2 separate regions of the Zea mays genome follow, and region 1 is linked to region 2. Evidence: chromatin contacts called from public Hi-C data. All regions are on one chromosome and are shown on one strand. Each heading gives the region's core, a stretch centred on a gene start, on an enhancer-like site or on the middle of the called end of the contact. The rest is flanking DNA. Distances are from core to core; before and after follow the strand shown. Region 1 holds the start of LOC103650588. Region 2 holds the start of LOC100275620.

Region 1 (3,041 bases), core at 315-2,814, 230 kb before region 2:
CCACGTGTATGCACACAAGCTCAAAATTCGAGAACGACTCTTTTTGTGTGCCACATGTCACCATGCATGTAACCGTTTCGAAATATCCATAATATCGCTTTGCATCCAACACTTTATTAGGAAACTTAAAATCATCTGGAAAACCCGAAAGCTCAGGCAGTCAGGCACCAAATAACATCAGAATATCATCATACAGCTATACCTCACTAAACATGAATACGTTACCGATCTGAACACTAAACGAAAAACCTAAAATACTACTCCATCTGCTCTAAATTATATAGCTCGCTTTGGCTGTTCTAGATATACAGACTATACAGTTAGAGATATATAGGTGGATAGCAAAAGCTATGTACCTAGAAAAGCCAAAATGACCTACAATTTTGGATATGAGTCCGTACTTATTACAGTTGCAGCACCTCATGAGCAACCCACGGGAAAAAAACATCACTGGTGGAAAAGCCAGCGCCAATACTGCCACCCGCAAAACATTAGCAATGTCATGGCTGCGTGTGCCCACTGATGCTCAGTGACTAGGTTGTGCGTGCCAGTACCGAATGATGGTGCTAATTAACCACAGTAATACAATCCCAGCACTAGGCTGCCCCACAATTCCCAAGAGGAACAGTCTTTCGTCGACTGCAATCCTATAAACCTCAACACAAAAGAATGCAAACTTCTACAACATGCATAAATCAGATTCCTTTGTCCCAGCCAAGAATTCCATGCAACTCATAGCAAAAGACCACAAGCATCCCACAATCCAGCACGAAGATAAGCCACGCTAGGCACAGAACCCACTTGAAATTTTCCCACGAACACAAGGCAGCAAGCACACTAGCCAGGACACACGGCAAAACAGCGACGGAAGGGAGAGAGATCCGCTGACCGGCGATCCGTAGGCACCGCTCTCGAAGCGCCTGGCGAGGTCCTCTGCCGCGGCGGCGCCGCGCTGCGCTGCCGCCCGGCGCGCCTCGTCCTCCCCATCCTCAGGGTCCGGCTCCAGGGGCGGCACTTCCACCTGCACCGTCGCCGCATCCTCGTCCACGGCCCCAGCCGGCCGCAGCAGCCACGGATCCACGAGGAACCCCTCGAGCACCGCCGCCGTGCCCGCCCATACCGCCGCCGCAGCACCACCCCCTCCTCCCTTCCTCGCCGCTGCGGCGCCGAACCCTAGCTCGCAGTCGCACACCCTCCTGCTGCAGAGGAACAGAGGGAGAGATGGAGGTGGCGCCACCCGCCCGTCAGAGCGCGCGAGCGTTATAGAGAAGGATGAGGGGGTGACGAGACAGAGAGGTCAGAGGGAGGGAGATTACCAAGTGATGGGGCACGCGACGTGAAACGCCATGGAAGGGAGCGACGGGGGGCGAGGCGGCCAGAGCCCAGATGGGTGGTCGCGTCGGTAATCTGATTCGAAACGAATTTGGGGGAGGGTGGTCGGGTGGGGTTTGGACGCGTATTGGGGAAATTTTGACATGATTCGGGGATGGTTTGGTGTAATTTGCGTTTGGAATTGGGTTCGGACTTCGGAGGCGCGAGCGGCGGGGAGGGGAGAGGTGAAGGAGCACCAAGACGAGGAGGGTAAGCGGTGTGGTTTTGAGGATAGGTCCCTGCACGAGTAGGGTTTTCTGAACAAGGTCTCTGGATGGGTAAGGGTGGCAAAAAAAAAATTGGTGGGGCAGGCCCGCGGGGATCCGACCCGACCCACTAGGAGTGGGGAACCATAAAGATATAATCAGATCGGATACGGTTGGATATCACTAAAATCATATTTTTTCGGATTCGAATACAAATATTTTTGGATGCAAATACGGATAGTCGTGTATTGAATACGAAACTAGCTGGTCATGGATAGCGTCAGTAACGATTTTTTTTGTCGGATACCGTGTAAGACACCCATTTCACATATACCATGGTTCTTGTAATTATTTAGCTACTCCTTTGAGTCCAAAATTTTTAAGAAATATATGTGAACATATGTTGTGATTTTATAAAATTTCATAAATTTCTGAGGCTATTTGTGTACTATTAATTTCTTTCTGCAGAAGATCATCAAAATACAATTAAATTCATAAAATATTCTAGTGTCGACCAAAAATTACAAATGAGTTAGCAAGGCTAATAAACATTCTATAAGAAGATAACCACAAGTCCCCACATAAAAATGATAAAATGAAGTATTGGTTATATTAAACTTGATACTTATAGTGATTTCACGTGTAACTTATGCAACAAGTGAAAGAGAAATGGAAGAACTGCTGGCATCTTGTGAATTTTATGGTCCAATATTTTTAGGATTATATTTGGACACATATTGTGCCTCCTATAAAACTTCATGAATTTATAAGGCTATTTGTGTGTTATTAATTTTCTTTCTTTAAAAAATCATCAAAATGCAATTAAATTCATAAAATTATTCTAATGTCGACTGAAAATTACAAATAAGATATCAAAACTAATAAATATTCTATAAGACGATAACCTCAATACACCACATGAAAATGATAAAATGAAGTATTGTTTATGTTGAAACTTGGATACATAAAGTGATTTCATGTGTAACTCACATAACAAGTGGAAGTGAAATAGAAGAAACGTTGGCGTCTTATAGATTTTGTGGTCTAAACATTTTTTAGGATTATATATGGACATATGTTGTGCCTCTGTAAAATTTCATGAATTTCTGAGGCTATTTGTGTATTATCAATTTAATTTTGCAAAAAATCATTAAAATACAATTAAATTCATAAAATATTCTAGATTAGACAAAAAATGCAAATAAGTTACCAAGTGTAATAAACTTTCTATAACAAGATGACCTCAAGTCCCCATATGAAAATGATAAAGTCAAGTATTGATTATGTTAAAACTTGGATACTTAGTGATTTCATATGTAACTTATGCAACAAGTGAAAGTGAAATAGAAGAAATGATGGCATATTGTGGATTTTATGGTCCAAACATTTTTTAGGATTACATGTGGACATATGTTACGTCTCTGTAAATTTTCATGAATTTATAAGGCTATTTGTGTATTGTTA
Region 2 (3,178 bases), core at 210-2,709:
TGAATATTGCATCTGCCACACTTCCATTTTGGACCACACTATTCAGAACACCAACCTCTAAGATATTAGATGAACCCAGCAGTCTATGATTGCTGATGGCATTACCTTGCAATGGAAACGATTCATCAGTGCTGGATATTTCAGGTACATGACTCTTACTGACTTCACTACCAGACATATCTAAGATCTCTATACTGTCTTGACCCAGTTCAAGCTTCATGGATGACTTTGAAGAATCAGCGCAATCTTCAAAACTAAGTGTCATAGCATCCAATCCACCAGGACCAAGGACTCTATTCTCTTGGATGATATCCCTCATGATTTCACGAACTATATAATATGATCCTCCAACTTCCTTATGTGTCAGATTAATTGATGGGAATTTTCCTTCATTTGAAACTCGGTAGCTGAAACAGAGCAAAAACATTGTGAACTGGATTAGCAATTTTAATCGTCTTTTTTGCCTGCAGAATATTCATTCAGCAGACAAACAATAACCAAACAAAAATCATGAACCATCTCAAATTAAATACAGCTGCTCTGCATGCCGGGCCAAATTTTGGATAAATGTCAGAATTATTATAAGCACAAGTAACGGCACACAGATTTCAAATTAGATTAACACAAATGAGTGACTCGCATATAGCTAGAATAAAACCAAATCAACATTTTTGATTTTAGGGTACAGACGGCTTGAGGCAGTACGGAAACTAAAGTCTGGCTTGGGATCGTGTCTTTTACCAACTACCACTAGGAAACACCGGTTGGTTCATTAGGGGATGTTTGGCACTCCATCCAAAATGAGATGGTGCATCGTGAGTCTATTCCTAAAATGAGATGGTGTGTCATTAGTTTATTCCTCAAATTTGGTGGGATGACTTCATTTCTCGTATTCCTCCATATTATTTTATTACTAACTAAAGATGGTAATGGATCAACTTATTCCACTCCACGAACCAAACAAAAAAAAAAGTGAGTTGTGTTCATTCGTCAGACCAAACACCCTATACATTTCAGCATCGATCAGACCATACGCTGCAGGCGCGCAAATGATTCCAACGCAAGATGTGCATCCACGAGAGAGCGGAAAGATGGGCAGCTGGACAAAGAAGGTACCTTTTGATGAAGGACTCCACCATCTCCCTCCTCTCCTCCTTGGATTTCCGCACCCGCGGCAGGCGCTTCTCCTGCGCGCGCGCGCAGGAGCGCGGCACGACGACGTCCCGGCCCCGGACCCTGCATTCCCCTCCTCCGACGCCGCCAGCTCTCCACTTGAGTGAAGCGGACGGTGCACCGCCGCCGCACCGGCCGAGGACGGACGGCTGCGAGGCGGCCCAAGAGACGCTCCCGGGCGCGGCCTGCATCGGCCCTTCCAGGCTCAGGAAAGAGGGGAGCCGCGAGAGCGAGCACCAACACTCGACCGGTGTCCGGTGAGCCGGGACAGCGAGGGGGACGCGGCGGAAACGGAGGGTTTTTGCCGGAGGCGATTGGGATGGCGGACACGATAGATGGGCGACGGCGCGCAAAAAGCGACAAGATTGGGGGGCTTTGGAGTGGGCCGCCGGGGACGGCACACGGCGAGCCGCTTTCGAGTGACGATCGCAGTCGCCAATGGCTTTGTGCTTTTGGCTGGGCTCCCCTGCTCCTAGGTTTTCTCCGGCACATATTTTCTACTGCTAGTTTTTTTTTAGTTTTTCTAGAGGTCTATATTTTTTAAGAAAAGGTACAAAATACTTTCATTGTCTATCGACAATGTTCACATAACTCCCTATAATATCTTGGTAGTTTATTTTATCCCTCCATTTTTTAGTTGGTTCAATTTACCTGTTAACAAGTTTTTTTATTTCTTTACGTACAAACGGAGTTTTTAGTTTAATTTTTGGAACAATTGGATCTATACCATTAAAAGATCCAAACTTTAGATATATACCATGGACCCCACATGTCATTCACTCATGTGGACCCACATGTAAGTGAGATAGTAATGGTATGGATCCAAAGTGGTGATCTTTTAATGGTATGGATCCAAATTTCCCTTTATTTTTTGTTCCTAAGTAGTTAATAGCATAATTTAGTCTAAAAAAATTATAATTATTTTTTGATATGTTAGGGAACAGATATGATAATAAATTTAATGATACAAAACTAAATATAAAATAATAATGAAAACTTATTAACGTGCTTTTCTAACATAAGTTATGATGTTATCGATCACCTTAAAAAATATGAATTTAAAATTCAACTTTTACGTGAAAACAAAAAGACAAATATATTTTTTTGGCCTGATATATTTTTAGTCATTCTTTAATTGTTATAGCTTCAGTCATTTGTGTGGATACATATATGTGTGTGCGTGTTTGTATACATATATATGTGTGCACGTATATATATAGTTATCAATTAAATCGAATTTAACTTTATTTTCGCATTGCCATATGTAACATGTGATTTTAGAAGAGACGGTTGCTTTCTAGGTGTCATTGGATGATTAGGGATAATCATAGTCCCTCCAAATTTCTCAATATTTTACATGAATTGCCAATTCTATAAAGCATTAGTTTTCCTGGTTCCATCGTCGTCTCTTTTACAAAAAATCATTGTATTTCTTTCTAATCTAACTGTGATCTAAACATCTCTGCTCTTATAATGGTTCCACCATCGTCGTGTGTCGTCAAGTGACATGAGTCGTTACCTCCTGAATGGACCATAAGAAAACACCTAAACCCACGCGATACGAAGTCGCACACATCACAACGCTCTGGATAGTACCACCTCATTAGCTAAAGGGGGACGATCCATTAACATAACTATAAAAAGTTAACTATAAAAAAGGGTAAGTCTCCTTTTGAACTCGTACATTTTTTGGTTTTTTTGGCTAATATAAAGTACGTTATCTACAGTTTAATATCTATTATATGGGTCTTATATCCACTTTAATTTTAAATTTAATTTTTATGAAGAGATCTACTTTAATTTTAAATTTAGTTTTTATAGGGATGGTCTATTACACTAGCTTACCACTACACCATTGTATGACGTACAACGTTGCATTATTCCATCAACTTTGATTGATGTACCATCACAACACACAGGCATTATATTAGTAAATTATATATCGAGCACTATGTTGTTCTAAAATTGCATCGCTTTACGACTGCCCAATAAAGTCACTGCCTGC

What was found. A called contact is a pair of places that touch in the nucleus more often than the background predicts.
Region 1: a contact with region 2 is called in a Hi-C map of endosperm, with 2.5 times the contacts expected there. The contact joins the promoter of LOC103650588 here to the promoter of LOC100275620 in region 2. A contact is called at or near these places in 4 of 25 Hi-C or Micro-C datasets (ear, endosperm, leaf and 1 more).

The regions. Positions count from the first base shown.
Region 1 is chr3:135,312,118-135,315,158 of Zm-B73-REFERENCE-NAM-5.0, reverse strand. It overlaps LOC103650588, which reads right to left and starts at 1,564. Exons shown (of 12, transcript XM_008676156.4): 1 at 1,317-1,564; 2 at 890-1,199. The coding sequence starts at 1,477.
Region 2 is chr3:135,078,974-135,082,151 of Zm-B73-REFERENCE-NAM-5.0, reverse strand. LOC100275620 reads right to left here and starts at 1,459. Exons shown (of 4, transcript NM_001175133.1): 1 at 1,117-1,459; 2 at 1-407. The coding sequence starts at 1,364.